Linked DNA regions of Mus musculus: all the other regions are linked to region 7. The links are chromatin contacts, called in public promoter capture Hi-C maps. All regions are on one chromosome and are shown on one strand. The core of a region is the stretch at or near the end of the contact, and the rest is flanking DNA. Distances in the headings are between cores, read along the strand shown. Region 1 holds the start of Cse1l (chromosome segregation 1-like (S. cerevisiae)). Region 2 holds the start of Sys1 (SYS1 Golgi-localized integral membrane protein homolog (S. cerevisiae)). Region 3 holds the start of Stk4 (serine/threonine kinase 4). Region 4 holds the start of Prex1 (phosphatidylinositol-3,4,5-trisphosphate-dependent Rac exchange factor 1). Region 5 holds the start of Rbpjl (recombination signal binding protein for immunoglobulin kappa J region-like). Region 6 holds the start of Ywhab (tyrosine 3-monooxygenase/tryptophan 5-monooxygenase activation protein, beta polypeptide). Region 7 holds the start of Trp53rka (transformation related protein 53 regulating kinase A).

Region 1 (4,194 bases), core at 35-2,534, 1.4 Mb before region 7:
CAAAATAAATAGATAGACAGACAGACAGATACCTTCCATGTCTTCATAAAATAACAGAGCATTCACCATGTGGCTCTCATACATGGGACCCAGCAATAAAAAGTTATCCTTAAAGATAACTCAGAGCAGATGAGAACCGTGAGAAACAAGCAGTAGTTACTACATATAAGGTCAATGCTACAGGACACATAAACGTGGGTGATGTGGCCATCGCAGTGAGAACTGAGAACTCCTCCCTAAGAAGGGAACTTGAAAGGCAGGGAGGGAGGCAGCCCCGCCAAGATCTGAGGTCAGCTGCTTCTAACATCACGAAAGCTGGGGACTTAGCATACAGGACGGGACTATGAATACTTAAAAGAGCCGGTCATGGAGGCGACAGTGCTTATGGAGAGACGAATGGCCATGGTCAGCAGTTCAGGCGAGCCCTCTGGGAAACACAGCCTGCAGTCAGCGGAACCTTCAAGCCACTTAACCGAATATGCAAGTGAAGAATCGTAAGTTTGAGGAGAGGGTAAAAATGCCATTTCAGTGGAAGAGATTGTTCAACACGTGAGGGAGCACGGTTTCCACGCCCAGCATCACCTAATTATTTAAAAACTAGGAAATTCGTAGAGAGGCAAGGACTAGCTCTGAATTACACTCCTAGGGAAAGACGGAGTGTGCGTGGGGACAGATTATCTAACTGGAAAGCCGGCGAGCCCCAGGCAGGGGAACACCATTCGCCTGTAGGTTCCTTAGGTCCTAGGGACACGAACGTCACAGCCAGCTGAAACCCGAGGGCCAAGTCCACTCTGGCGGAGGCCAAAGCCCCGCGAAGTCAGAGTGGGCGATCTCCGGCCTCTTTTAGAACCAGGGACCCAGACCGGCTCGGCCAGGTCAGGCCTCGGCGCGGAACAGCGCTCACGCTGCGGGCCCCGGCGCGCCGAGAACGGACGCGCGGGCTTGACCAATCCGCGGACGCCTACGCGGCGGCGCGACCAATCCCAGCAACGCTGGAAGGGAAGGGGCGGGAGCTCGAGAAGCTCGCGTGAGGCCGAGCCCCAAGCTGCCCCAGCTTCCCGGAGCGGTCAGGCCCGACCCAGAGGCGGCGTGCGGGGAAGACCAGGCGCGCGTCCTCGGGCTGAGGCCCAGATCCACCTCCCAGCGATCGGCCCCTCCCTCAGCCGCGTCCCCGCGGCCACCCTGCTCGCTCCATGCCTCACCTCGTGGGGACGCCGAGACCGAGGAGGGAATCCCAAGCGAGAGCTGCAGCCGACACTACCCCACTCCAGCCGCTGCTCCGCCTCACATTCAAACCCTGGCAAAATGGCGCGGCGGCTAAGGTGGCGGCCACTGCGCATGTGCGAGTGAGACCGGGACGCGGGGTGGAGCCAGGAATGCTTTGGCCCCACCCCGGCTGCGAGGGCCAATCGGAACCATTGCTCGGGTCTGCGGTGACGTCACAAGAGACCGTGCCTTTTGACGCAGGCTTCTGTTTTGGGTTTCTTTCCTCAGACCCTAGCAGGTTCTGCGAGTGGCTCCTAGTGGCTTCTAACTGTTGGATGGAACGTGCTCGTTCACGCCTGAGCGAAGGGACAGAGCAGAGCGTCTGTTCTAGGACAAATAGAATAAACGAATGAGTAAGAATTTCAAGCTAGGGGATAGCACGCTTGGTTAAGCAAGTGATAGCTGCGCAAGGAAGAAGACGGGAGTTCGAATCCCCAGCACCCACATAAAAGCCAGCCTGACTACAATTCCGTACCTGGGGAGGCAGACACAGGAAGATCGCTGGGGCTTACTGGCCGGCCTGTCTAGCTAATTGGTGAGCTTCTGTTTCCATAAGAGATCCAGCCTTGAAAACTAAGAGAGCAATGGATGAAGACACCCACATTCATTCACTCACACACACATGATTTCAGAAGCTGAAGGCGATGGCTCATGCTTGTTACCACTTGGCACTTGGGAGGCAGAAGCAAGACAATCGCCATTTATTTAAGCCCAGCATGGTCTACACAGAGGCCAGGCATAGCTACACAGTGAGATCCTTTCTCAAAAAAAAATTTTTTTTTTCAGACGACGATGTAGTTGGTGGCAACTTAAAGGTAACTGGGATGTTCATTTGACCCTTGAACAAGAGAAATCTTATCTTTTCAAAAGCCAGGAGACAGTTGTGTGACTGTACGCCTCGCAAGCAAAGAAAGGTGAAGGTCTAGAAGCAGGTTTTTGATCAAGACTGAAGCCTAGTGTTCTGTAGTAAGACCGGGCTGAAGAAGCCAGCTTAGCTTGCCTTCTCTGTTCCTCTCTGCTACAAGCTTACCCCACTTTACTGCACTGATATGTGTTCCTTCCTGTCTCTGGGTCCAGGAGTAGCTGGCTCACTTTGCGTTTTAGCCAGTAAAGGACAGGCTGCCTAGCTTGCCATGAATTCCAGGTCACAAACACTCATTTTCATAATCGATACTTCATGGGAACGCTTACCCTCAAAAGCATGCATTGTTTATGTAAGGTTCTCATTAAACTGTTTTTTTTTTTAAGATTTATTTATTTGTTATATGTAAGTACACTGTAGCTGTCTTCAGACACTCCAGAAGAGGGCATCAGATTTCATTACGGATGGTTGTGAGCCACCATGTGGTTGCTGGGATTTGAACTCAGGACCTTCAGAAGAGCAGCCGGTGCTCTTAACCACTGAGCCATCTCGCCAGCCCTAAACTGGGTTTTCTGTATCTTACCTGGTTGGCTTGACTTCATTCTATCATCCTGAGTTAATTTATGTAACAGGAGGGGTGCGTGGGTGCCATGGTAGCTGTGTGAGGTCAGGTCTCACCAGCTTGTGGGTCCCAGGGATTGAACCCTGGCCCTCAGTCTTGGCAGCAAGTGCTTCTACCCTCAGCCCTCCTCCTCATGCTGTCTGCAAGGCGTGTGAGTTTCTTGTGTTTCTTCTACACAAGAGCTTAAGTCTTACTGCTCTTCTTTATAGCCGTGCCTCCAACACTCAGCACACCCCAGCTGCTCAGTAAAGATGTTCTGGGGTTTTTTGTTTGATTGGTTTGGTTTGCTTATGACTTCTCGAGACAGGGTTTTTCTGTGTAGCTGTCGCTGTCCTGGAAGACAGAGCTGTAGACTAGGCTGGTCTCGAACTCACAGAGATCTGGTTGACTCCATCTCCCAAATGTTGGGATTAAAGATGTGCCACTGCCACCACCACCAGGCTCTGTTGCTAGGTAATTTTTTTTTAGATTTATTTATTTATTACGTATACAATATTCTGCCCGCATGTATGCCTGCATGCCTGAAGAGGGCACCAGATCTCATTGTGGATGGTTATGAGCCACCATGTGGTTGCTGGGAAATTGAACTCAGGACCTCTGGAAGAGCAGACAGTGCTCTTAACCTCTGAGCCACCTCTCTAGTCCAAATATATGTATATTTAATGTTAAGGTTTTTTTCTTTTCTGTGTGCCACATGCATGCAGTGCCCAAAGAGGCCAGAGGAGAGCGCTGTTTCCCACAGAGCTGGAGGTGACACATGGGAGCTGGAAACAGTACCTGGGTCCCCTGGAAGAGCAGCCAGTGCTTTCACCCATGGAGGAGCACCTCTCCTGCCCCTCCCTGTGTGTTGGGTATGCACATCCGTATAGGTGAAATGTCGTGTATAAGTACAAGCAAGGCACTGGATTTTTTTTGTTTGTTTGGTTTTTCAAGACAGGGTTTCTCTGTATAGCCCTGACTGTCCTGGAACTCACTTTGTAGACCAGGCTGGCCTCAAACTCAGAAATCCGCCTACCTCTGCCTCCTGAGTGCTGGGATTAAAGGCGTGTACCACCACCGGCTGGTAAGGCCCTGGATTTTGTTAGAAATAAGTTCAAAGTTCTAAAGAATGAGACCACTATTCCAGTTGAAATGTCTCAACAGGGCAAGACTTTACTTTGACCTAGACCCTGGACTAGAGCAGTGGTCCTCAGCCTTCCTAACACTGGGATCCTTTCATACTGTTCCTCATGTTGTGGGGACCCCCCCAACCATAAAATTATTTTTGTTGCTACTTCATAATTGTAATTTTGCTCCTATTATTAACATAATAATATAACGTAAGTAACTGTCTTCCAATGTTCTTAGGTGAGCCCCATGGTGAGAACATTTGTTCTAGATTCTAGAGTGCATTGCTCAGAAACATGGAAGAGCATTTTCTGATGTAGGCGACGATCGGTCAGGT
Region 2 (3,784 bases), core at 488-2,987, 1.0 Mb after region 7:
CAGCTTGCAAAGGCCTTTGACATCCATGATCTCACAAAGCTCCTAGTGTCTCTTTCCACAGAATTAGTTACCCAAAGGCCAATGCAAACAACAGTAGCAAACACAAGGACTCCATCCCAGGTCTCCCGAACCAAGAACTTTGTTCATATCAACTATCACTGTCTCTCCTCTTAGCAACCTCTTAGGCTTCCACTATACCTCACAAAGCATTTTGGTTTTTTTTTTTTTTTTTTTTTTGAGACAGGGTTTCTCTGTGTTACCCTTGCTGTCCTGGAACTCACTTTTGTATAGACAAGGCTGGCCTCAAACTCAGAAATCCACCTGCCTCTACCTCCCGAGTGCTGGGATTAAAGGCGTGTGCCACCACACCCGGCACGAAGCATTTTCTTATTCTTAAACCCCTCTGGGCCTTTTAACATTTTACTATAGGTAACATGACAGGATTATCCTGCTCACTTTGCAGAGGATAAAAGGGATTGGAAAGGCAAAACAACTCTTCAAGTTCTCTCAGCTAGATTGGACCCTAAGCACAGCAGGCTCTTTGAACAGTTCACCACCTCGTACCAACAGTGTGATATTGCAGACGGGAGAGGAAACATTTGCCCAAGTCACAGGGCAGAGAGGAATTTAAAGGGACCTATCTGACACCAAGTCTTAACAGTTTCCACTTCATCATTACGGATGCCCTTTTGTCTATCCCTCTTCTTACTGTGGCTCCTGACAAGCTCAGCTGGGAGAAAGGAAGTCATTTTTCTAGAGGGTTTCAAGAAAGAGACATCATGTTTGCCCGGGACACAAGTCTGTTGACTGTAGTATCTGCCATGTGTGTTCAACCTCTAGCCACAAGCTGCGGAGCTGGCTACGAGGCTAAGCGCATAGGCAGCCAACACAACACTGTAAGGTTCTTTAAAACCCTATGAGATTTTGCTTGTTTGTATCTCGAACGCGCAGTTCCTGAGCGTGAACTTTGTAGATCACTACTTTGCTTCCTAGACTCTATCTCCTTCCCTGTTCTCGTCGTTCCGTTTTACAGATGGGCACCGGGGTCGCGCGGGGAGCGCACACTGAAATCCCTTCTTAAAAAAAAAAAGTGTCCACAAAATGAGAACTTGGCCCAGCCGGATTTAGAGCTCGGCGGTGCCCCACCACAAAACCCCACTCCTTTCCGCTAAGCTTACCTCCGCGTCGAACATCTGGTCCAGGGACGGGCTGCTGCGCACCAGCGCGTCCACCAGCGCCAGCCACAGGCCCAGAGAGCCATAGTAGACGGTCTGCATGAGTACGATCTGCGACAGGATTAGCAACGGGTCCCACACGTAGCTGCGGAACTGGCCCGCCATGCCGGCCCGCGGGGCTCGGCAGCCGCCCGCGCCTGTCAGTGCCACCACGCCATCGTCCCGCGGCCGCCGGGATACCTGCGGGAAGACACAGGGAGCTGCAGCCGGCGGGCCGGCCGTCGCCTTGGTAACGGCGCGGGAGGGAGGGAGGAGGGCCTGGGACCCGGGAGCAAGCCCATTCCCGGGTGGGAGAGGCGGGGCGGGCGGACCCACCCGTTCCGACCGCCGGGCTCCTCCCGGGTTCACTCACCCGCGACCGGCTCGAGGGTCGAAGCGTCGGAGCGCGACCGGACCTCGGCACTGGCCTCCTGACACAGCGCTGACAGACAGGACCATGGAGCGGAGGACCCGCCGGCCTAGAGAGGCCGAATAGCTGCGGCCCACGGCTTCCTGGGAAGGGAGAGCTTCCGGGGACGGCAACCGAGGGGCATTGCGCAGACGCAGTGGATGAACCCTACACGCCATCCAAAGGGGCCCTTGCGAGCAGCCCGGAAATAAACTCTGCACATGCGTAAGATGAAGGATGAAGGCAAACGGAAATGAGGCACAAAACCGTGGGTCTTGCGCGCCCTCTAGAGGGAGATTTTTAAAATCCAGCAGGTCCATTCCTAGGAGGGAAAGGGGTGGAAGGTCTAGACTTTAAAAATAAAATAAATAAAATAAATAAAAAATAAAAAATAAAATAAAATAGCATTCACTGAGGAATGGTGAGATGGTTAGAGGGCTAGATGCTTGCTGCCAAGACTGACGACCATTTTATATCTTGAACTCACATGTTGGAAGAAAAGAACTGACTGCCTCCTGTAAGCTATCATCTGACTATCACACTCATAGAAATACAATGATAACAATATAAAAAAATTTTTTTTTGTTTTTTTTCGAGACAGGGTTTCTCTGTGTAGATCTGGCTGTCCTGGAACTCACTCTGTAGACCAGGCTGGCCTCGAACTCAGAAATCCGCCTGCCTCTGCCTCCCAAGTTCTGGGATTAAAGGCATGCGCCACCACACCCGGCAACAATTTAAATTTAACAAAAGGGAACTTTTCTTTTTTTTTTTTTTTAAAGACAGAGTCTCGTGGGACCCCGACTTAGAGCGTTTCTCCCTGGAAGGTAAAGCCCCTGGACGTTCCCCAAGCTTGTTTCCCCCGATCTCTAAAATACAGCCAGAAAGAAGCTCTTTGTTCTCTATAGCCAGCAAAAAGCCTTTTTGTTTCTATACTTTACAACCAGAGATGCCTGCCTTCCTGTGCCGAGGACATGGAGATAAAAATTCAGAAAGAACTCACTCCCCACTCCTGCCTTGTAAATTTCACCAAGGACACCCGGAAGAGAAGAACTCTCCTCCCAACTCCTCCCAATTCCCCAGCTAGCTGTTAAAAGCCCCCTACTGTCACCGCTCAGGGTCAACTCCCAGCCCCTGCACAGCAGAGGGACTTCATCCTCAGCTACCTAATAATAAAACCTCTTGCAGTTTGCATCAGGTGTGGTTTTCTCTCGGGTCACTGGGGTGCTGGCCAACTCATCCTGGGACTTGAGCAGAGGCCCAGCTTCAGGGGTCTTACAGTCTCACTATGTAGCCCTGGATGGTCTGAAACTTGCTATATTCCAGACCCACATGGAATTCCCAAGGACTCCCAAGGAAATAATACATTTTAAAAAATGACTATTTTCATTTTAGATTCTCAGTGTTTTCTTTCTTTAGTACAGAGTTTTCAGGCTCTTTTTTTTTTTTCTTTTGGCCTCTGCTCCCATTATACACATGTTTAAACTAAAGGTCAGAGAAGAGGGGCAACATACTGTCTTTTGTTTTTGTTCTTGTTTTTGGAGACAGGGTTTCTCTGTGTAGCCCTGGCTGTCCTGGAACTCACTCTGTAGACCAGGCTGGCCGCAAACTCAGAAATCCACCTGCCCCTGCCTCCCAAGTGCCGGGATTAAAGGCATGCGCCACCACTGCCCAGCTAACAAACACTCTTAAAAACATAAAGTTAGCCAGATGGTAGTGGTGCACACTTTTAATTCCAGCATTCAGGAGGCAGAGGCAGGTGGATCCCTGTAAGTTTGCAGCCAGCCTGGACTACAGCATGAATTCCAGGACAGTCAAAGCTGCACAGAGAAAAACCTGTCTTGAAAAAAAAAAAATCAAAAACCTAAAATAAATAAATTAGTTAATTAAATAAAGTTAATGGCAAAACAGGTTTTGGTTCTTGTTTTCTCGAGACAGGGTTTCTTTCTTTGTGTAATCACACTGCTGGCTTTCCTAGAACTTGCTTTGTAGACCAGAATGGCCTGGAACTCACAAGAGATCCACCTGCCTCTGCCTCCCAAGTGCTGAAATTAAAAGTGTGTGCCATACTGCAGCAAAGGAGACATTATAATTCAATGTTTCCAGGGATTGCAATGGTGGGTTTGTGTCCATTGGAGGCTAGGCAGGTTTGGACACATGAGAC
Region 3 (4,218 bases), core at 1,015-3,514, 1.4 Mb after region 7:
AGCCAGAGGAGAATGAAGACCACACGAAGAGGTGGGAGGAAAGGTGGTCATTTGTAAGCCAAAGACATCTGATTCCAAACTTCCAGCCTCCAGAATGGCAACTACATAAAAAATTAATTTCTGTTGCTTAAACCATCCAGGTGTGGTGCTTGTTATAGCAATCTGAACCACTTAATTCTGATAGTAAAATGCAGCAGTCCACTAGTTACAACGAATAAGGCAGCACCAATCCTCCAAGGACTCGGCCCTGCCACACTCTTCTCTCGCGCTTTACTACAGTTCTTACAATCCAAATGGTGGTCTGGCAGTGGTGGCGCACGCCTTTGATCCCAGCACTTGGGAGGCAGAGACAGGTGGATTTCTGAGTTCGAAGCCAGCCTGGTCTATAGAGTGAGTTCCAGGACAGCCAGGGCTATACAGAGAAACCCTGTCTCTGGAGGAGAGAGAGAGAGAGAGAGAGAGAGAGAGAGAGAGAGAGAGAGAGAGAGAACAAAACTATTAGTTAAATGAAGGTTTTGGGGGAAAGGAATGGAAGAATAACTGGCCTAGTGGTTACTGATTCCGTACATACAGGAACAATCTGCTAAGATGCGTATATACAAAGAAAGACCCAATGTAACAGGTAACTTCCAGAGAGACATCAGAGTAAAAAAGCTAAGCGCAAGGATTTTAAGACTAGATCACCAGATGTTAACACCCCAACTGTGCCTCTAACTATGGAGCAGCTAACAAGTGGCCTGCCTCTCTGTGCCCTGGCTTTATCCTCTTTACACTAAGGATACAGGGATATCCTCCTTATATGATAGTTGCGAAGGCTAGCTGCGCCAGTAAGGTGTACCATGTTTACAAGTTCAAAACACCAGCAATTTCCTATGGCTGAACAGGCAAGCTGGAAAGCAATGAAACAGTGCCTGCCGCCCTGCAGCATTCTCTGGCTGTAATTAATAAGTACTCCTTTGAGTGCCTCAGCACACCACACTAAGTCAAACCTGAGCCCATCTCAACAAGCTGTTTGTTTGATTCCATGTTTGTGTACTTCCAACAGACCCTGCCTCCCCTAAGAGTGCTGCCCAGGCTTTCACACACACACACACACACACACACACACACACACACACACACACCACCTCTCCGGTGCCCGGCACTCCCTTACTCTGAACACTTCCTATTTTAGTGCTCATTCTGCTGCAGGAAGTCAAATGTCTTCTCTGTGAAACCCAAGTTTTTAGCTGTGTCTGAGAGAAGCACGACTCCCTCAGGCTCTAGGCTTTTTTTCTCCAGGTGAGACGGGGAGTGGTCCAGCACAACAGCAGTCAGTTCATCTTGACCCAAAACAACTCTAGATACTTCTAGAATCTAGAGCCAAGAGAGTATCGAAACAGAATTTGAACAGGACAAAGTCTGGCTGAGCCTACTGTGTCTAAACTCTATTTATTGGACCTCAGATTACCCACTCCCGGGTTGGTGTTTGTTTGTTTGTTTGTTTGTTCTTTATCAACGTCCCAACTTTGGGTGTTGGAAGGCTGAGGACGATTTGAAAAAAAGTAGGCAGTCACTCATGAACTCAGTAATAAAAGCCATTACCGCCATCACTACTAATACATCATCCTACATGGGGCGGACACCCTGAAGCCCCTTGGAAACTCTAGCCCCCCATAACCCTTTCTCCATTACTAGAACCGTGAAACGTTGGTACTGACACAGTAAGGCAGTTAGGAGCAATGACTTGGGACAGAACCACCAGGACCCAAAATCCCCGCTCCACCCCTTACTTAGCCATGGGACCTCCAATCAATGTTTCTAACGACTTCTGCCTCGAAAGCGAAGCAACAGGGTTAAGTCCTCGCTCACCCGGCCTCAGCATTCGCCCCTACATCCTCGGGTCCCTTCTTGGGGCGCCTTCCCCGGCCTCTGCTGGGGTCTCCCCTAACTTGTCCGCACGTTGCCCAGAGAGTGCTCTCTCTAAGCAAAACCACTTCTGCCCGGGCCAGCGGACGCTCCCTCCTCTCTCGGCAGGTGCTACTGCAGCCCGGTCACCAGCCTCGCGGGTCCCTCTCCTCCCGGCCCGAGCTCGCACGCCGGGGTCTACCCTCAGCAAGCTCGCGCCTTCTCTCCTCACCCAACTCTCTTGCCTCTCAGCCTACGGCCCCTCACCTGCGCGGTGGGTTCCTCAGCTGCACGGTCTCCATGGCGCTGCCGGCAGCCGCCCAGACTGCCTCAATGCTCCATCCTCCCGGAGCCCGCCCCGCGAACCCTCCCACACTTCCGCTTTCCGCCCCTACCGGAAGCGAGAGGAGGCTGGGCGGAGCGGCGGGAGTCACGTGGCACAGTGGCGGGCGGATACAGAAGTCAGAAAGCCGAAGAGGTGCCTCTCGGGCGGCCTCTAGTGGCCCGAGTGTCAGCGACACCCTCTCCTTGACTTGCCTTTGGACTGAATACTTTCAAGCCTGACTCCTTGAGGGTTCTCCAGTTTCTCAGATGGGGAGGCTGTTAGCAAAGCACGGGCTTGATAAGTGAGTTCTTAAAATATATATATATAAATATATATATATATTTATATATATGTATATATATATTTATATATGTGTGTATATATATATTTATATATGTGTGTATATATATATTTATATATGTGTATATATATATATTTATATATATTTATATATATTTATATATATTTATATATATTTATATATATATTTTATATATGTGTGTGTGTGTATATATATATTTATATATATTTATATATATATATTATATATATATATATATATAGAGAGAGAGAGAGAGAGAGAGAGAGAAAGAAAAAGAAGTGAGTTCATATTAGGGCCAAGGGGAAAAGCCCCAAGCCCTCTGTAAACTAGGGCGCAGTCAAGAAACCATCAAAATCTCTGCTCCAAGACTGGAGAGGTTTTATTGTAGATGAGACCAAACAGCATCTGGAAGACTCCTGAGCAGAGAGAAAAAAACAGACTGGCCAAGGCCAGGGCTATATCTTCCGGGCAGAAAAAATTAGCGAAGAGGGAGAAGAGCCGGTCGGGACCTTGCTGTAGCGTAACTGCTGCGGAGGGGAGTGTGCAAGTTGTAATCTGGAACAGCCTGGGAGCATAGTGGAGGAGGTAAGGAGGGCCAGGCTGCTTTGCTACTCATAACAGATATATGTTACTAGGGACCAAGGACCCTGCAGGTTAGCTTGGCTTAAGTCTCCTTTACCAAAGGCAAGGACGATAAAGGAGTGACTCCTTTTGGTAGACAGAAACCAACAGGTTACAGAGGACTACTCGGGTCTGTCCACCAGCAATCCTTTTGTTTACACTTTCAATATTCAACACAAGCCTTCCCTTTTGGGGGAGGAATTGGGGGTTCGCTTTGGACCTGGCACACCCCCAAAAACGGAAAGATCCACTAATTTAGTCCAAAATGACAGTCTAGACTCAGCTCAAGCCGATAGGGTTATTGACAAAAATAAAGCTCAAGGGCTGGAGGGGTGGCTCAGTGGTTAAGAGCACTGACTGCTCTTGAAGAGGTTCTGAGTTCCATTCCCAGCAACCACATGGTGGCTCACAACCTGTAATGGGATCTGATGTCCTCTTCTGGCGTGTGACTGAAGACAGCTGCAGTGTACTCACATACATAAAATCAATAAATCTTTTTAAAAAAATAAAACTCACAGATTTCTGAAGTTCCGTCGCTGAGCCCTCACCGTTCTGTTTTTAGGGGCGTAGTGGGTATATTTTTAGTTTAGGGTTGTTTGTAGGGATTTGTTTGAAGCAGCATCTGTATATTCCCTGACTGGCCTGGAACATGCTATGTAGACCAGGCTGGCCTCAAATTCAGAAACCAACCTGCCTCTACCTCCTAAGTGCCGGGATTAAAGCGTCCACCACCAAGCCCAGCTCCAGTGTTATCCATGTGTATTCACTGTATTCATCTGTATCCATCTGTATTCACCCACTAAATAAGTTTTATGGTCCACAAGATGCCAGGCGCTTTCCAGCTTTCTGGAATCCTGATCCCGACATCTCAGGTTTCAGCTGATTCTCTGCCTCAGAGGCTCTCTGTGGCCTGCTCAGGTTTAACAGCCTCCACAGGGGTATTTCCTATTGTTTGCCTTCCCCAATCTCCAGGTTCTCCCAGCATCCCTCAGTGCCTACCTGCCATGCCATGCCCCCACCCCTGAACTTTAAGCCCAGAGGCTGGGCTGCCCTTCCCCCAGAG
Region 4 (3,888 bases), core at 265-2,764, 1.2 Mb before region 7:
GGATTTGGCTGGCTCGTGACTGCTACCAGCTAGCGAGTAATGATTTCAAGACAGGGCCCACTGAAACCCAAAAAGGTGCTGGATCTAAGGACAGAAGCAGTGTTATGTCTGGAAAGCTCAGAAACAAGAAGATAATGATTCTTTGGAAACACTCACTCCATGACCAATACCTGATGGGCTCACCCTTTTACATCCATTTACCTAGGATACCTTGCCCACATCAAATGTCACGGTGCCCTAGGCCCCAAAGGAACAGGGCCAGGGGTAGCAGGAGCTACCACAGTCTCTCCTCTATCCTTGTGCAAAAGACTGTTTTACTTCAAGGCCCCAGAGAACTATTCTAGGCATCTTGAAGGGAAGTAAATAGAGGACAGTGCTCCTGCCCCAGAAATGATGACACTCCACAGAGGCTATTTTGTGAAACAGGGACTGACTCCATAGGAGATAATAGATCTGAGGCGGGGCAGGTAGGGATTGAACAAGCAGTTCAGAGGCCCGGTCAAGAGGGCAGTTGACAAAGGCAGGAATAATTAAGAACGAAGATAAGACTTTCTAGGGTGTTAAAATCACTTTCCAGGGACTATGGCTCAGCCGTATGCTGGTCCCTAAGAGTTAGGTGTTACTGTTCTTCCCCTTGTACTGTGAGGCAAACGGAGGAGCTTTAGGTGGGATGGGGGTGCTGACCAAGGTCATCAATGAGGGGCTGAACCCCAGAGGCTGACTCGGGTCCCAATGCCTCTCGAGGGTAAAGGGGGGTTAGCACGTTAACTGAACGTTTGAAAGATCAAGGTCACACAGAACAGCCTGTCGGCTGGCAGCAAAATTCCCATTTTGGCTTTATCTCTGGTGGGTACGAGGGCGGCTTCCTGCAACGGTCTCGTCCAAGTGGGCACCTTTGCTTAGGGATGGGGAGCGCTGGGACAGTAGGCGCAGAGCTCCGACGGAAAGAGAAACAGAAGTAAGGACAAAGATGCAGCTAGAGTTCTTCCAAGGTCACCGTAAGCCGAGGGCATGAGCGGCCGTGTTGGTGGGGGCGTCGAGCTGCTCTTCCGGGCGTCAGGAGATGCGCGTGGTGGTCGCTGATCCGGCTCCAGCAGATCACCCACGGGGCACTCCTTACGGGTGGATGGCGCGAGCTGCTCTTGCAGAACTGCTGAATGGGTCTTGGCCTACAGACTCAGCAGAACCACGACCTGACTGGGGTCTGGGGCGACGCATTTCCAGCCCCAAACTCTGACTGTGCGGCGCGCGCACGAACCGGCTCTTGGCCGACGCTCCCTGGAAGCCGGGAGGGGGCTCCGCCCAATCCCCGCCCAATCCCACCAGACTCCGCCCCAGCTCAGTCCATTCTCCATTAGTCCCCGCCCAGTTTCCGCATGAGGTGCCGCCCCACCCCGTCCATTTTCTACAAAGATCCCCGCCCACTAGCAGATTGACCCCGCCTCCTTCCCCGCCCATCGCTCAGCCCTCTCTACCAAGGCCCCGCCCATACACCATGACCCCGCCCAGGTCCCGCCCCCGCTCCGCCTGCCCCGGGCCCGCTGAGCGGCGCCTGTCCGGGATGCGGAGCCCGGACGCCTAAGCCGCGGCGCGACCTCGGCGCGGGAAGTTCGGGCGCCGCGCGGCTATGGAGGCACCCGGCAGCGGTGGTGGTGACGGCGGCGGGGACCCAGGCGGGGACGGTGCGCATCCCGATGCTCGCGGCCCCGTCTCCGGGCCGTGCGCGGCCGCCCGCGACTCGGAGCGCCAGCTGCGCCTCCGTCTGTGCGTACTCAACGAGATCCTGGGCACCGAGCGCGACTACGTGGGCACCTTGCGTTTCCTGCAGTCGGTGAGCTCCCGCCACCTGTGGCCGGCCGGCCCGCGTTGCGCTTTTGTCTGTGGCTCCCCGCCTTGTGCATAGTTTGAAATGGTTACATCCGCGCGGCCGCTGCCCGGGGCCGCCCCGCTGGGGGGCCAGTGTAGGGAGAAGCCCGGGTAGGGGCTCCTTAGCTGCACCGGGGACCCTGGGCTCCGTAGCCTTGCCCCAGCTCGAATTGCACAGTCAAAGCCTTAGACTGCAAAACAGCGTCCGAGTGCGTCTGTGTACCACGCACCTTACACTGGTATCAGCAGACTGTGCCGTTACCGGGCTCATCAGTAGGTTATATTTTCTGATCCTTAAGATCAGGGAAGAGTTCGGCTCCAGAGAGGTTGAGTCCCTTGCTCTGGATAGTTCTGCAGGCTACGTCGTAGGGTTGGATGCAGGGCGGTGACCCAGGGCAGCCCTGCGGGGGCTTTAAACTCCGGTACGTAGTTGCCCTGGTGTCTCTAGTGAGAATGAGGAAGGGGCCACTTCCCTACCCTCCTAGGAAGTGAGAAAACTGGAGGGGGTGGGAAGGGCTGGTCTTAGAGACCTGAGGGCTTTAATCTCCGTGCCTCCTGCTGGGGCCGCTTTAACTCCCTTCTTGGGTTGGAGGAAGTCTTAACCCTGCTTCAGGAAGGCGTGCGTTTGTGTGTGTGTGTGTGTGTGTTTCAAGAGACCCCCAATCACACTGGAGTTCTCTCCATCTGGGAAAAAGAAACACTCAATGGCTTAAGGATGCAGGGGAGTCTGTGTGAGGTCGGGGGGGGGGGTTCCCACTGAGGGAGGAGGGAGTACGAAGTTGGGGGGGGGGAAGACGCTGTGTGGAGGCATTGAAAGCCCTTTGGCCCAAGGATCCTTCTGGAAAGGCCTGTGAGAATAAGACAGGGTTGGCTTTCTTTCCCATCTCTTCCTCTCTCACAGTTGAGAAGGGGGTGGGGGAGAGAGAGAGAGAGAGAGAGAGAGAGAGAGAGAGAGAGAGAGAGAGAGAGAATCGGGTAGGGCTTGAAGCTGGCAGTTTCTAAATGAAAGAGGCAGCCACTCTGGCATTGCTGAGCAATGACAGATTCTAGGGAACTCCTCACTTCCCCCTCGCAGTGACTGAGCTGCTCAGCCTTAAAAAGAAACAGGAAATCTAAACTAGTTTTTATATTAATGGGGGAAAAAAAACAAAACCCACTCCCCCATGTGTGCCCCTGGCTGTTGTGCTAGGTTGACTGCGGTTTTAAATCGTCCCTACGGAGACGGGGCCGCTAGGATAATGGAAATTGATTAGAGTCCACATTCTTAGAATTAAAGAAACCAGGGGGGGAAAAGTTTTCTCTGACTTTCATGTCATCCCAGGACACCTGTCGTTTGTGGACAGCCATTGTTGTGTGACTGGGGCATTCTGAGATGAGCCAGACAGACATTATTGTGTCTTGGGACACCGTTGCTTCCTGTGTTGACCTCGGTTTCCCCACGTGTACAAGAGCAGGGGACCCCAGGCTGCTTTTCTGCCTTGCCCTTACTTGGGTCCCCAAGCCAGTGCCAGAAGTGGAGGACTGATTGTGTAACCTGAGTAGTGTGTCTTGCCCTGTGAGCCCTGGAGGCCACCTCTGGCCACTAGGGAATGGCCCTCAGGCAACCCGAGGGAGGCCACTTAGTCCTGGAAGCTTGGCCGGGAGCTGCATGCTCTTCTGACCACCCGGGCTTTTCTGCATGCAGTAGGGCACAGAAGAGCGGGCAGCTCTTCTGGGATTCTCCCCACCCCAACTTGTCAGCTTTTGTACACCCTGGCTGGAGGGGGTTCCCTGGGCTCCTGGCTGTCTGGGAGGAGCCAGTGTAGTTTTACAGTGGCAAAATGGGTTCTTTAAAAAGTCCAGAGCTTGAGCTGGTGGGAAGGATGAGAGCTTTCGAGGCACTTGCCTCTAAACCTGAGAACCTGAGTTTGATCCCTAAGGCCACACCATAGCATACGTGCACCCCTGAAAATAAATAAACAAATAACAAATGAACAAACAACCAGACAGATAAATAATATAATACAAGGTCCAGAGCTCCAA
Region 5 (3,899 bases), core at 1,092-3,591, 1.1 Mb after region 7:
TGTGGGTGGCTTCCCGGCTGTTGTAGTCTGGGGCCAAGTGGAATAGCTGTGTTTAAAACCCTACATTTGGTTCTCAGATGGAGGTGGGCTTTGTGGAAATAGTAATTAAGCTTTCAACTCATAAGGGGAAACAGCCTTTGCCAGCTCCAGGTCCGGAGCACAACCTCAATTCGAGCAGGCACATGCACCGGTGAAAATGTGACCAAGGCTCCAAACTGCATTACCAGGATTGGGGTGGGGGGGAGGCGGCGGATCTGAGTCTTTCTGATGCCCAAACAACACCCTTGGCTTAATGCTACGGGGGTTTTCTTTTCTTTGAGTGTAGCACGGGTCAGCTCTCTGGGGTCTGTTGCTTATCAGTCCGAGAGTTTGACAAATGAGGATGGGTTCTCTCAAAGCCTGCGCAATTAAAAGGAGCACATGAAAAAGAGTCTGTGGTGAGTCTTTATTTGGGAAATGAGCAAGTTGGGCCCTGAAGAGAGCTGGGAACTCCAAGGCTGTCCTTTTGAGTCCTTTTACCTTTACGGCAGGACCAAGTCTCGGCCTTTCATCACTCCAGGAAGGGACAGAGGAGGGCAAGAGTCGGGCGCGTCCTTGGAAGCCCAGGCAGGCCAGGCAGGCGGCGGTCAGGACCGCTCCGCCTCTTGGGGCTCTCCTCTGGGAAGTGTCTCGTGTAGGATTCCAGAGCATTCCGGCTGCCCGGAGTGTCGCCGCCCGACTCCAGCTGTAGCCCAATTCCGGCCCGCAGCTCGCGCCTGCAGCTCCCAGAGCAGCAGGAAAAAGGGGCGCCGTGCTTGCTGGGGCCCGAGTGTTGAGAGGAAGGGGGAGAACGCTCCTGCCAGTGGGAGGGGTCGCAGCCCGCGCTCCCCCTCCCCACCCTCCCGCTCCAGGTTAAATGCAGCTGCCGCTTGGGCTCGCCCTGGCTGTCTGGCATTCCCCACTTAGGGCAACCTGCCCACGCCGCCGCCGTTACCTGGTCCAACTCCCCAGGAGGCTGGGCCCGTCGCTCTGTAGCCGCACCTCTGAGCTGTCCGGCAGGCTCAGGTGAGTCAAAGGGCCCGGGGGCAACGAGGGGTCTGCAGGGAAGCCAGCGTAAAACCCGTAGGGGGACAAGTCTTAACAGCCTACGTGTCCACGTCTAACCTGCAGTACCTTTTCCGATCCCCCTCTGGCAAGGCCAACAAAATGCAGGTCCTCCTTCCCTAATCTCCCTCCACGCCTGGCACCTTCCCAAAGTGTCCTTTCCGGATTAGCTCTTGAACTCAGACCTCTTTGGAGCGCACTTTCCTTGGGAATGCACTTTCCCTATCCTAAGGGCGTCCGAGAAATTTCCTCTTCAATGCAAGGATCCTTATCAGGAGACCTGGGCTCACTCTAATGGGCCACTACTTCAAAGCAAGCCTTTGAACGATGATGACTCTCTTTGCCCTCCCTAGACCGCCCCCCCCCCCCCCGTGGAACAGCGGATTTGGAAAGCTGAAATTGAGAGGGCAGCTGTTTTGACTTTCTAAGAGTCCTGAGGTGCAAGCGACATCAAGTGCGTGTTGACTTAAGCCAAGAGGAGCTTAAGGGAGCCCTTAGTCAAGAGCCAACCCTGAGTTTCAAAGGCCCGGTGGAGCTATACTCAGATGTTTGCCCTGGGGTGCTGGCTCCGCTCTGGCCCACTCTAGAAAAGGCTTGCCTTTCCTCCTACCTCCACCATCAAGCCACTGGCACATCTAGCTAGCTTGTCACCTTACCACCACAGACCCTGCCAGAAGGATTTTTGTTCTTCTACCCTCGCTGGAAAGCCAGAAGGGAGAAGAATCTCGGATAGGAAGCTGGTCTGGAGTCAGAGCCACGCACCGGCCTTGCTCAGAATGGGCTCATTCAAGGAACTGGGGGGTTGAGGGAGGGGCAGCCGTGGGTTAAGGGGCGATGGCCTGCTCTGCCAAGAAACCACAGAAAAATGGATAGAGCAGGCTCAGTGTGCCGTGTGGGGGTGGGGTGGGGAACGGAAGAAAGGCTTAGTGATTCTTAGGTGCAAGGGAACCAGGCTTCTCTGGAGGAAGAGACAGGGGTGGGGTGTAGGGGGGTGAGAGCTAGGTTTAGTTCTGTGCCTGGAGCCCAGCTGGGTAGTCTTATTGGGCAGCACATTTTCCATCCGTACAGTGTGTGTGTTCCCTTAGTGGTTCTCAAGGGACCTAGTTAGGCTACACAGGAAGGAGAGGGCTCACCTGTTGTCTCCCTGGGGTCCATGGCTGCTCATCGAGGCCCAGGCCGCTCTCTTGCTGCCCTCTGGGCACATCTACCGCCACTGACTTCGATACCGTTCACACATCTAAGCCCCGATCCGATCCTCACACTGGATTTATCCTGTCCAAGCCTTATCTTCAAGGTCCCGGGACTCCCAGCGGCCTGTTTGCTCTGGGCAGGGACACCTGCTGGGCAGATGTAGGCTTCCCACGGCAGTAGAAGCCAGACCCAGCAGGCGCCCCCTGGCGGCCTCTCCTAAGAGCAGGCGAGAAACAGACACCGAGGCGTGTCTTGTGCAGGACTCCACTCTCTGGCCTACCACTAAGAACCCAGACCCCAAGAGCTGCTCTTTGGCGTGTGGCACGGGTTTGGGGGAATATGGGGAATGATTTCTGTCCGCAGAAGAAGAGAGTGTGGAGCACCTTAGCTGACTCACACACCAGATAGACAGGACTCTATCTCGGCCGCAGCCACTTTCCTGCTATAAGGCGTTGGGTAGCAGCATTTAATTTCTTAAAGCCTATTTCTGAATAGGGAGAACCGAACCAAAACAGCCTTAAATGTCGGAACTACAAAGAGGGTCAATGCCACAACGGAAAAGCACATTTAGCACTATATCTGGTATTTAGGAAGGGGTTCTTTCGGGGACTGGCAAGATGGCTCAGTGGGTAAAGGTGCTTGCTGTCGGGACTGACCACCGGAGTTCAGTCCTGTTTAATTCTGGGACACACACAGAGGAAGGAGAAAACGGACTTCAGCGAATTGCCCCCTGACCTCCACACGTGTGTGCCATAGTGTGTGAGCACACACCATATACATGTATATATATGTAACACACACACACATATATGGTGTGTATGCTATATAATATATATGATGTGTATGATCTGTAATATATATCATATATATGGTGTGTGTGTATATATATATATACACACATATGTATATAATTTTTTAATACAAGCGTTTATCTCCTTTTGAGTTTTATGTATTTTTATCTACTTCTTATTAACTTAGTGCCCTGTAGTTCTGTAAAATGCCATTTTTTACAAAGGCTCCTCTGTGAGTTTCAGCAATCCCAGTGTGGTGACATCAAAAAATTATCATGAGCCTTTTTGTTTTGTTTTGAGAAAGAATCTCACTATGTAGCCCTGGGTGGCCTGGAACTCACTATGAAGAACAGACTGGTCCTCAAACTCCCAGAGATCTGCCTGCCTTTGCCTCCCGAGTGTGCAGCTATGCCTGGCAAAACATTTTGAACATACGCAAAGCCAGAGTGTTCATCCCCTGCAATAAAAGCACCGTCAAAACTGTTGCTTTGCGACCTTCTTTTCTAGCTGCAGGCTGTGACACTGTGGTTCGTCATCCTTCCAAGCACCATGAGAGGCCCCTGCTGCTGGCCACTCTCTCTGTTGCTGCTCTTCCTGCAGTCCTGGGAAACTCAGCTCCAGTCTGCAGGTGAGTTGGATCCCAGCCCTCACCATGGGAGGAAGGGAGCAGCAACGTTCTCTATCCACAGTGAGCCAGGGTTGCCAGGAGGGGTTGGCACACTGGTGGAAGGATGGGTGTGTGTATGGGGGGGGCGGGCTTTAGAACACAGGCTGGATTCGGGCTTCATCCCTCCCACTTCATCCCTCGGGCGGGCGCTGTTTCCTCAATTGTAG
Region 6 (4,283 bases), core at 364-2,863, 1.5 Mb after region 7:
AAATAATTTAGCATTTAGTACTGAATTTCCAGCCTTTCATTTCTAAGGTCATGCTTAAAATTCTAACTTGGGTGGGGATGAAAAAAACAAACAAACAAACAAAACAAACAAACAAACAAACCAGTATCTGCCGGCTATATAATGCTAAGGACATAGATCTTAAAATAAAATAAAAAAATTTTAAAAAGACTCGGGCAACCCAAAGAAATGGATTGCACTGGAGGCAGTCAAGAGAAATCCACCAAGATCCCAGTAATATTCGTATAAATTTCCAGCAGCTAGATGTGAGATGCTGAGTAAGCACGTGTTCAGTCCCATAAACTGTGTGTCTGTATGGTTTCACAGGAACACCTGAGATACAGTGAGAAATGTAATTTTCATATTCTCTTAAGCGCTACACCTTTCTGCACCGGCTCCCGGGATTTTAGAGATTTGTAACATCTTGCCAGATTCCACCTCCCACACCAGGCAAGTAAAATCAAGAGTCCAGTGCTATCTAGTCTCACCAGAGAAAATGTACTGAAGGCAAGGACATGAGCCATGCATTTTTACAGAGGTTGGCAAATTCTCACCAACGCTGCCACCTTTGGAATCCTCGATGCACGCATGTTCTCCATTTGCAACAGACCCAGATGCGCTCATCTTGCAAAAAAGGGTCCACATCTTGCCTACTCCTTCCTCAAACACTGAGGTTACTAGACAAATTTCAAACAATATATAACATATACACACACACACACACACACACATATATATATATATATGCCACAAAAAAGTGTATGGATGAATTTGGGGCATGGACACACGAGATTCTGGCAGTAAAAGACGACAAATATCAAGAGAAAAGACTCAATTCTCAGCCTGATCTTCCCCCACCCCATTGGGAATCCGGTTTGAGTCAGTGAAAGGTTCAGATAAATCCATTTCTTAATTCAAACCTCAACCCTGCTGTCAGGGAATCTCGGGTCCAGCTGGGTTTCCCACACCAGCGATGATGAAACAGCTTTACTGCAAAGTGGGAGAGGGATTCGCCCCAGCTGTCGCCAAGGTTAAACCCTTACTCATCCAGGGGAGTGCGGCAGGGGCGTCGCGGCTCGGGAACTCGCCCGCCTTCGACTAACATTTCAATTTTTGAAAGCCACAAAGAATGAGAGAGGTTGACAGGCCCAGAAGGATGGCTCGGGGCCCGAAGGGAGCAGGCAGGGGCGGCGCCGAGCAGAGATGGTGCCGGAGGGGGGGAGCCTGCGGCCCAGCGGTCCCCAGCCGCGCAGGCCTGGCCGCACCCCGTACGGCGCGCCGAGAGAGAAGCCCGGGCTTCCCGCGGAGGCGCAGGCCTGGCCGGAAGCGGGGAGGGGCGGCAGTAAGCCTGGCGGCGACAGTGAGCCTGGCCGCAGCCCGACAAGGGGCTTTGGGCTGGGGCCCCTGGGAGCCACGCCGCACTCACCGCGGAGGACTGGAGGGAGCAAAGGCGCTTCCGGGAAGATCAGAGGGCAGCGACTGCGTCCTTCCCGGGCTCACTCCTCAGGCGGGGCTGGCGGCAGCGGCGGTGGCAGCGACCGTAGGGGCAGTGGCGGCGGTGGCGGCGGCGGCTACCCGGCTCCGGAATCGGCGGCGGCGGTGGCGGCGGCGGCAGCTGCACTTCCGCTCTGGCCACCACTTCCGCTCTAGCCCAAGTCCCGCCCCACCCTGAGTCGATTCCTCATTGGGTGAATGAGGCACGGGGTTGCTCCGTCCTCCTGAAAAGGGCGGTGATAGCCAGGAGGAGGGGATGTCAGGGAGGACCAAGAGGGAGCGGTCGTGGGAGGACGCAGAGCCTGGGTGGGAGCGAGGAGGGGGCGGACGCAGGGAAAGGAAGTGGGGCGGGGGAGCAGGAAAAGGAGGAAGAAGAGAGGGCGGGGCCGAGGTGGCCGCCCCAGGGCTGGGATGTGTGAGAACAGGGCGGGCTCCGGGAGGGCAGGGTTCGGAAGCTTGGAGCGGTCTTGGTTGAGCCTAGGATCGTCTGTTCCTACCCAACCCTGAAAATAATTCTCACGGGGTCGGAGAGCCTAGCAGTGCTTTTAGCTGTGCGTTAAGGGAATGCTTGTAACTAAAGGAGAACAGACAGCCCTCCATTTTCAGTTAGTTCACCTTTCAGTCCTAAAAGGTACTTACTGTTCTTTTCCTAGACCAAGGACGCTTCATGAAGTACCAGGAACAGAACATTTCCAAGGTCTTAATAAAAACAGAAAAACAAAACAAAAAAACCAGTGTACATCAGTTCTTCGTTGAGATTCCCTGGTCCCCAAGTATCCTTCAAAGGGAAATCGTCAGAGACAGAACCCTGGGATCCCCAAACGGCTTTCAGTGTTACCTAAATTTTATTACTACTTCACTCAAGCCTGTTGACCCTTAAGTCTAGCCCTTCAAAATACCTCCACCACCACGCCTTCGTTCATTTCCCACAAATTCCGTGTGGCAATTTTCAGAGTGCTGGGGAGTACAGCAAGACTTGCGTCTTGAAGCTTACAGTTTTTAGAGAAAGAACAAAGTAATAGGCCTTTGTCATTTCTCCTTTTACCCTCACTTAGCTTAATGACAGACTTCAAATTCACCGCTTGACTCTCCAGCCCTGCCCCCATCAAGTACCAAATGATCTTTTCAATGTCATTCTGTGTCCGCTGCTTTGAAACCCATCGCTGATGGCTCCGACTTAATAGTTCCCTGGGCGAGACAATCAGAGCTCTGTCCTTACCCATTATCAGCACCCCAGTTCATTTATATAACTCCCCATCCTCCCAATGTACTGTTCCAGAATGAATAAACACTTTGAGTTAGCTGCTGTCTTAGCTAGGGTTTCTATTGCTGTGATGCTGGGGAGGAAAGGGTTTATTTGACTTACACGGCCAAATTATTCATTACCAAAGAAGTCAGGACAAGAACTCAAACAGGGCAGGAACCTGGAGGTAGGAACGGATGCAGAGGCCATGGAGGAGAGATGCTGCCTTGCTCAGCCTGCTTTCTTATAGAACTCAGAACCATACAAATCAGATTTCTATGGACAGAAAACTGCTGTCTACATTTCTATATGGTAGCTGGGACTATGGAGTGGCTGTCTACTTCAGATTGGGTGTGTATACACAGACTTTCTAGGGTATAAAGGTCATTTTCAAGTCTTTTGTACAGACATTTGTTCTTTAGATGCAGACCACATCAGTCCTGAACCAAGTACAACAACTTTTAACTTGAATGAGATTAAGAGTGCATTGTGTAGGGCTGGCGAGATGGCTCAGTGGTTAAGAGGGCTGACTGCTTTTCCGAAGGTCCAGAGTTCAAATACCAGCAACCACATGGTGGCTCATAACCATCCATAATGAAATCTGATGCCCTCTTCTGGTGTGTCTGAAGACAGCTACAGTGTACTTACATATAATAAATAAATAAACATTAAAAAAGGGTGCATTGTGTAATATATATATATATATTCGGAAGCTTGGAGCGGATATATATATCATGGATTTTATATCGGATTTTAATCAAAACCACTGAACTAGAACACTGGATGGGTTTCTTAATACCACAAGAACCTCATGGGGATTTGTTTTTGGTAGACCAAAGACCAGTTACAAATCCAGAGTCTGTTCAGAGTGCAGTAGCTCTAATATGACAGGACAGTCTTTTGCCTCCATCTAGACAGAAGCCTAATGGGTTAGAGGCTTCTAATGATTACGCCACAAGTTCCATCATCGGTACATGGAGTCAACAGAATTGCTCTTTGTCAGGCCTCCCCTAGTGCCTGCTATAGGGTTGCATGGATTAAATCCTTTCACCATCTCTGCATTCTAGGCCAGGGGTCAGCAAGCCACAACAATCAACTGATGGGTTCAAAGGTATATTCCAGTTTGCTTCTCTGTTGCTGAAATAGAAACAACTTGGGGAGGAAAGGGTTTATTGGTCTTCTATTTCCACAGTATAGACCATCACTAAAGAAAGCTAAGGCGGGAACCTGGAGGGAGGAACTGAAGTAGACACCATGGAGGAACACTGCTTATCGATCTCCTTCCCATAGCTTGCTCAGCAATGGACCGCTTGCCTAGGGGTGGCACTGCCCACAGTGGACTGGGCCCTTCCACATCAATCATTAGTCAAGAATATGGCCCACAGACATGCCCAGAGATAATCTGATGCAGGTGATCCTTCAGTTGAGGTCTCCTCTTCTAGGTGACTCTAGTGTGTGTCAAATTGACAAAAACTAAATAGCACAGGGTGGGTAAAGGACTAGCCTAATGGGCCAGCGATTACAGCAG
Region 7 (4,378 bases), core at 162-2,661:
GGAAGCAATACAATCCCTGCCTTGTGAGTAGCTACACAGCAGGAGGGTGGGGGGCTCTGTGTGATGGGAACCACTCTAGCAGGGTAAAGTGTGTTGGGGGGTGGGTGGGTCATCAATCAAGCAGTTGAACGGCCAAAACCAAAGGGAATCTGAAACAGGTCTGGAAAGTAGAAAACCAGGGCTGATAACAGTTGAACTCACTCTCCTCATAGAGGCTAGGAAGGGCTTGTCTGGGGAAGTGACCCTGCAGTGGAGAATAACCTGCAGCTCTAGGTGATATGGAGCTGGACAAACATTTCCCTGCAGAGGAAATAGCAGGTGCAAAGGCTCTGTGCCGAGGGAGCATCATGGAGGATGGGTGGGGATTCTGGAGAGGGGAGGGTTTATAAGGGATGCAGGAGTCCATGGGCCCAGTTAAGGTTTAGGTCTTTCTTCTTAGCACAGTAGGGAGACACTGAAAGGTTTGAAGCCGCTTTAAAGAGCTAAACTCAGCCTGACTTAGCAAGCCTGGCTTTGGTCAGCACCTTTGCACAGTTAGATTTCTAAGGCAAGGGTTCAGATGGGTTTGGTTACCATAGAGACGGCTGGGTGGACACAAACAATTATGATAATGAAGCTACAGACTTGAGCACTGGGGGATATAAACGAACCGGGTTCTGGGTGCGCTTTGCTGGAAAACACATTTTGCCCACACAAAGGGTCTGATTATGAAAAGGGACCTGCCATGAATATGAACGAAACCCAGGGACCACAGAGCCAAGATGCTGGTGCCATAGCAACCCGGGACTCAAGGGCTTCTCTTCTGTATTTTCAACAGAGCCCCAAGGAGCGTGGGGCAGGGACAAGGGGGTCAAAGGCCATGTGAAGAGAGCCCTGTCCACCGGCACCGCGTAATCAGCCTCTTAATTCTGATAAGCCCTCACCCTAGCAGAACCAGGCAGCCTCATTCTGTAGTTGAAGATACCGGATCTGAGAGGGATGGTGCTGGCTGCTGACAGGCTGGTGCCAGGCATCAGGTGGCGTCTCCGGATAGAAAGCTTCGCCTAGTCCCTGCCTCCTTCCCGGCTTAGAGCATGTTTCCATAGACTGAAGTGGGACACGAGTTCAAAGCTAATCTGAGCTACACCGTGAGACTCTGTCTCAAAAAAAAAAAAAAAAAAAAAAAGGTCCCAAAGCCGGAGCATCACCGTGATGAAGAGTGAGAAGCTGTTGGCCTAAAGTTGCTGAGCGCTCACGAAGACAGACAGGGAAGGGCCAAGTCTACAGGTCCTAGAGGCTCCGCTGAGCGCGGAAAGGTCGCGAGGCGGAACCAAACTAGCAGGGTGAAGTGTGTTGTGTGGGGCGGTGTTAATGGCGGAAGAGGCCGGAGGATTTCCGAAGCGAGCGGAAGCGGCGCGGTCAGGGTCGGAAGGAGTCGGAGGCATGGCTGGCACGTCCTCGGAGGCGGAGGCCGAGGCGCTGGCCGCTGCGCGCGAGCGGAGCCGCCTCTTCCTGAGCGGCCTAGAGCTGGTGCAGCAGGGCGCCGAGGCGCGCGTCTTCCGTGGCCGCTTCCAGGGCCGCGCGGCCGTGGTGAAGCACCGCTTCCCGAAGAGCTACCGGCACCCGGAGCTGGAGGCGCGGCTCGGCCGGCGGCGGACAGTGCAGGAGGCGCGCGCGCTGCTCCGCTGCCGCCGTGCGGGTGAGGGGGGCCGGACGGGGCTCCGGGAGACGGGACAGACAGGGCTGCGGGAGACCAGTGGGACGTGAGAGACGGGGCTCCGATTTCTAGGGGACAGGATCAGATGGCAATGCTTAAGGACTCAAGGCGACAGTCAGGACGCCATTCTGTTTGGTTCGCGGGGCTTGTTTAGCGCTCGGGTCCCTCCGTTTCTCATTTCTCTGTTTCTGCTTACCGTCCTTCCCTCTCCATTTGGTGGTCTTAAGCAGTAGGTGTCCTGACAGGCGGGTGGCAGGAGCCGGGCTCTGTGGATTCACATTCTCCCTGCATTGTCTCCCTCGTAGCCATTCAGCGAGTCGTCTAGCCCAGTTACCTTGTATGTCACCGGAATCTCAGGGATATTGTGGTCATTAAAGAAGGCATATGCATCACATGTTCTTATGCTGACATAGTTCAGTAAATGTTTGATTTCATTAAATTGTTATTCTTTTCTTTAAAAAACATCCACACCCCCACAAAACAACAACAACAACAACAACATTACTCCAGAGAAAATGAGACTCAAAGAGGGGAAGTGCCTGAGGTTCCACAGCTACCAGGCAGCCTGTCTGTGGCCCAGAACCACCGAGCCTTTGCTATTTTTCTCTTTAATGGTTTTTAGGTGCCCACTGCCAGGACATTGATAGGTGCCAGGAGCCAGGGGAAATGCAGAAGTGAACAGGCCTGTGCTTTTCTGCCCTAGAGGGGCAATGGAGTTATAAAGAAGTGTTCATATATTCTCCTTTACCTTTTGTAAGTTTTATCAGACATGGGTGGGGGCTACCTTGGTACCCCAGTTTCTAGGAAACTGTTCTGAACTTGGTTGACATTCAGGAGAGACTCCTGGTGTTAACTGGAGGTTTTGTTACCACTTTACAGTTGTGGAGACTGAGGCATAGAGTAGCTAAGGGAACCTTGAGGTTTCACGCCTAATAAGGGATCTGAACCTGCCTGTTCCAGAGCACAGATGAGCCTGTAAGGTGACACCCTGCTTAGCCACTTGCCTGGTGACTGTCAGGTAGAAACTGCCCAGACTGCAGGATGCTTTCCTTCTGGCTTCTTGTTTTGTTTGTTTTTAGGGAGCAGCAATGAATTCCAGTCCTCAGGTGGCTTGAGAAAGGAGGAGCAAGCCTTGATACTTCCAGACTTACCCTGGCCTGGTCTCAGGCCGTAGTCCTGCAGGGCTTTAACAGGGCAAGCTCTGGATAAATTGTATCATTTTCCACAGTAGTCTAAACCCTGTTCCAAAGCTGTCTGCCTGTGCATGAAGCTGGCCTTCATGAAGATGCGTTCCCTAACCACGTGTGTCCATTGCAGGGATAGCTGCCCCAGTCGTCTTCTTTGTGGACTATGCGTCTAACTGCTTATATATGGAAGAAATCGAAGACTCGGTGACTGTTCGGGATTATATCCAATCCACTATGGAGACTGAAAAGGACCCCCAGTGCCTCTTGGACCTGGCCAGGAGGATGGGGCAGGTTCTGGCCGGAATGCACGACCAAGACCTCATTCACGGGGACCTCACCACCTCCAACATGCTCCTGAGGCGGCCCCTGGCGCAGCTGCACATCGTGCTCATCGACTTTGGGCTGAGCTTTGTCTCAGGACTGCCGGAAGATAAAGGCGTCGACCTCTATGTCCTGGAGAAGGCCTTCCTCAGCACGCACCCCCACACCGAGACCGTGTTTGAAGCCTTTCTGAAGAGTTACGGGGCCTCGACCCAGAAGTCCAGTCCAGTGCTGAAGAAGTTAGATGAGGTGCGCCTGAGAGGGCGAAAGCGGTCCATGGTCGGGTAGTGGAGCTGTGGTGAACTGGCTCACGGTGAAGGATGATGTAGACGAGGCTGGACCCCTCAGCAAAGCATGGGTTGTTAAGTGGTCTGTGATCGTGCTGGGCCACCACCATCCATGGCTCACTGTTCTCAGGGGCTTCATGTACATGAGGTTTATTCTAGGCAGAGCTGGGTGGGTAGCCTGGGCTGGCTTCAAACTATGTAGTTGAGGATAACATTGAACTTCTGGTGTTCCTGTATCCGTTGGAGTATCGATGTGTGCTGTCACATCTGGTTTCTTTGGTGCCTTGGGCTTGCTAGTCAAGCACTCTACCAACTGAGCTGCATCCCAGCCCTAGACCTGGCTGTTCCAGATCACCAAGCTTTCCCAGACAGTGGCTGTGGAGCTCATGCAGAGCAGGCAGCCTTGAGCTGAGACACCCTGGAAGGACAAGGCAGGGACTCAGTTTGGGATGCAGTTTTTTGTCTGCCTTTTACTCTGGTCGGGTATTTGTTATATGTATGAAGACTGTGCTCGAGGCTAGTTCAGTGGATGTAAACTCCACTTTGAGAAAGCAGAACAGGCTCCGACTGGGATGCAGTGGACTGCTCCGTGGAGCTTGTTCCAAGTGTGGATTCCTACGTGGGTGTCTGGAGTTTGATATAAAGGATGTTTTTGAGGGGCTGGAGAGGTGGCCTGGATCTAGGAGTACTTGCTCTTCCAAAGGACTCCAGTGTGGTTTCCAGCACCCAGCTGAGGGACCCAGTGCTGCCTCCGCCTGCTCAGGAGCCTGCACCTATGTGCTCATGTCCTCCCCCACTCCCCCCCCCCTCCTGAACACACGGATAACAAAAGTAGCAAGAACACATTGTTAAAATATTCTTGAGAGTTGTTAAAAGATGAAAAAAAA

The links. Promoter capture Hi-C pulls out the DNA fragments that hold promoters and counts their contacts.
Region 1: a promoter capture Hi-C map of liver shows a contact between it and region 7, with 2.6 times the contacts expected there. The contact joins the promoter of Cse1l here to the promoter of Trp53rka in region 7. A contact is called at or near these places in 5 of 39 promoter capture datasets (the 3T3-L1 cell line, 3T3-L1-derived adipocytes, liver and 1 more).
Region 2: a promoter capture Hi-C map of liver shows a contact between it and region 7, with 2.8 times the contacts expected there. The contact joins the promoter of Sys1 here to the promoter of Trp53rka in region 7. A contact is called at or near these places in 4 of 39 promoter capture datasets (hematopoietic stem and progenitor cells, hippocampal neurons and liver).
Region 3: a promoter capture Hi-C map of liver shows a contact between it and region 7, with 5 times the contacts expected there. The contact joins the promoter of Stk4 here to the promoter of Trp53rka in region 7. A contact is called at or near these places in 3 of 39 promoter capture datasets (hippocampal neurons, liver and pre-B cells).
Region 4: a promoter capture Hi-C map of liver shows a contact between it and region 7, with 5 times the contacts expected there. The contact joins the promoter of Prex1 here to the promoter of Trp53rka in region 7. A contact is called at or near these places in 3 of 39 promoter capture datasets (the 3T3-L1 cell line, hippocampal neurons and liver).
Region 5: a promoter capture Hi-C map of liver shows a contact between it and region 7, with 4 times the contacts expected there. The contact joins the promoter of Rbpjl here to the promoter of Trp53rka in region 7. A contact is called at or near these places in 3 of 39 promoter capture datasets (the SN4741 cell line and liver), 1 of 484 Hi-C or Micro-C datasets (B cells), 1 of 115 datasets of contacts at active chromatin or transcription factors (pancreatic cancer cells) and 1 of 9 other capture datasets (liver).
Region 6: a promoter capture Hi-C map of liver shows a contact between it and region 7, with 4 times the contacts expected there. The contact joins the promoter of Ywhab here to the promoter of Trp53rka in region 7. A contact is called at or near these places in 4 of 39 promoter capture datasets (the C10 cell line, liver and pre-B cells).

What each region holds. Positions count from the first base shown.
Region 1 is chr2:166,903,186-166,907,379 of GRCm38.p6, reverse strand. It overlaps Cse1l (chromosome segregation 1-like (S. cerevisiae)), which reads right to left and starts at 1,284. Exons shown (of 25, transcript NM_023565.3): 1 at 1,203-1,284. It overlaps Gm31204 (a long non-coding RNA gene), which reads left to right and starts at 86. Exons shown (of 3, transcript XR_866966.3): 1 at 86-1,801.
Region 2 is chr2:164,458,924-164,462,707 of GRCm38.p6, reverse strand. Sys1 (SYS1 Golgi-localized integral membrane protein homolog (S. cerevisiae)) reads right to left here and starts at 1,737. Exons shown (of 4, transcript NM_025575.3): 1 at 1,588-1,737; 2 at 1,179-1,415. The coding sequence starts at 1,340.
Region 3 is chr2:164,072,184-164,076,401 of GRCm38.p6, reverse strand. Stk4 (serine/threonine kinase 4) reads right to left here and starts at 2,264. Exons shown (of 11, transcript NM_021420.4): 1 at 2,155-2,264. The coding sequence starts at 2,189.
Region 4 is chr2:166,711,458-166,715,345 of GRCm38.p6, reverse strand. It overlaps Prex1 (phosphatidylinositol-3,4,5-trisphosphate-dependent Rac exchange factor 1), which reads left to right and starts at 1,514. Exons shown (of 40, transcript NM_177782.3): 1 at 1,514-1,831. The coding sequence starts at 1,628. It overlaps Gm46777 (a long non-coding RNA gene), which reads right to left and starts at 1,517. Exons shown (of 3, transcript XR_001783555.2): 1 at 1-1,517.
Region 5 is chr2:164,401,636-164,405,534 of GRCm38.p6, reverse strand. Rbpjl (recombination signal binding protein for immunoglobulin kappa J region-like) reads right to left here and starts at 2,341. Exons shown (of 12, transcript NM_009036.1): 1 at 2,217-2,341; 2 at 974-1,076. The coding sequence starts at 2,238. Matn4 (matrilin 4) reads left to right here and starts at 717. Exons shown (of 11, transcript NM_013592.4): 1 at 717-1,044; 2 at 3,573-3,693. The coding sequence starts at 3,615.
Region 6 is chr2:163,992,527-163,996,809 of GRCm38.p6, reverse strand. It overlaps Ywhab (tyrosine 3-monooxygenase/tryptophan 5-monooxygenase activation protein, beta polypeptide), which reads right to left and starts at 1,613. Exons shown (of 6, transcript NM_018753.6): 1 at 1,445-1,613.
Region 7 is chr2:165,490,347-165,494,724 of GRCm38.p6, reverse strand. Trp53rka (transformation related protein 53 regulating kinase A) reads left to right here and starts at 1,411. Exons shown (of 2, transcript NM_001007581.1): 1 at 1,411-1,678; 2 at 3,014-4,378. The coding sequence starts at 1,423. The coding sequence ends at 3,492.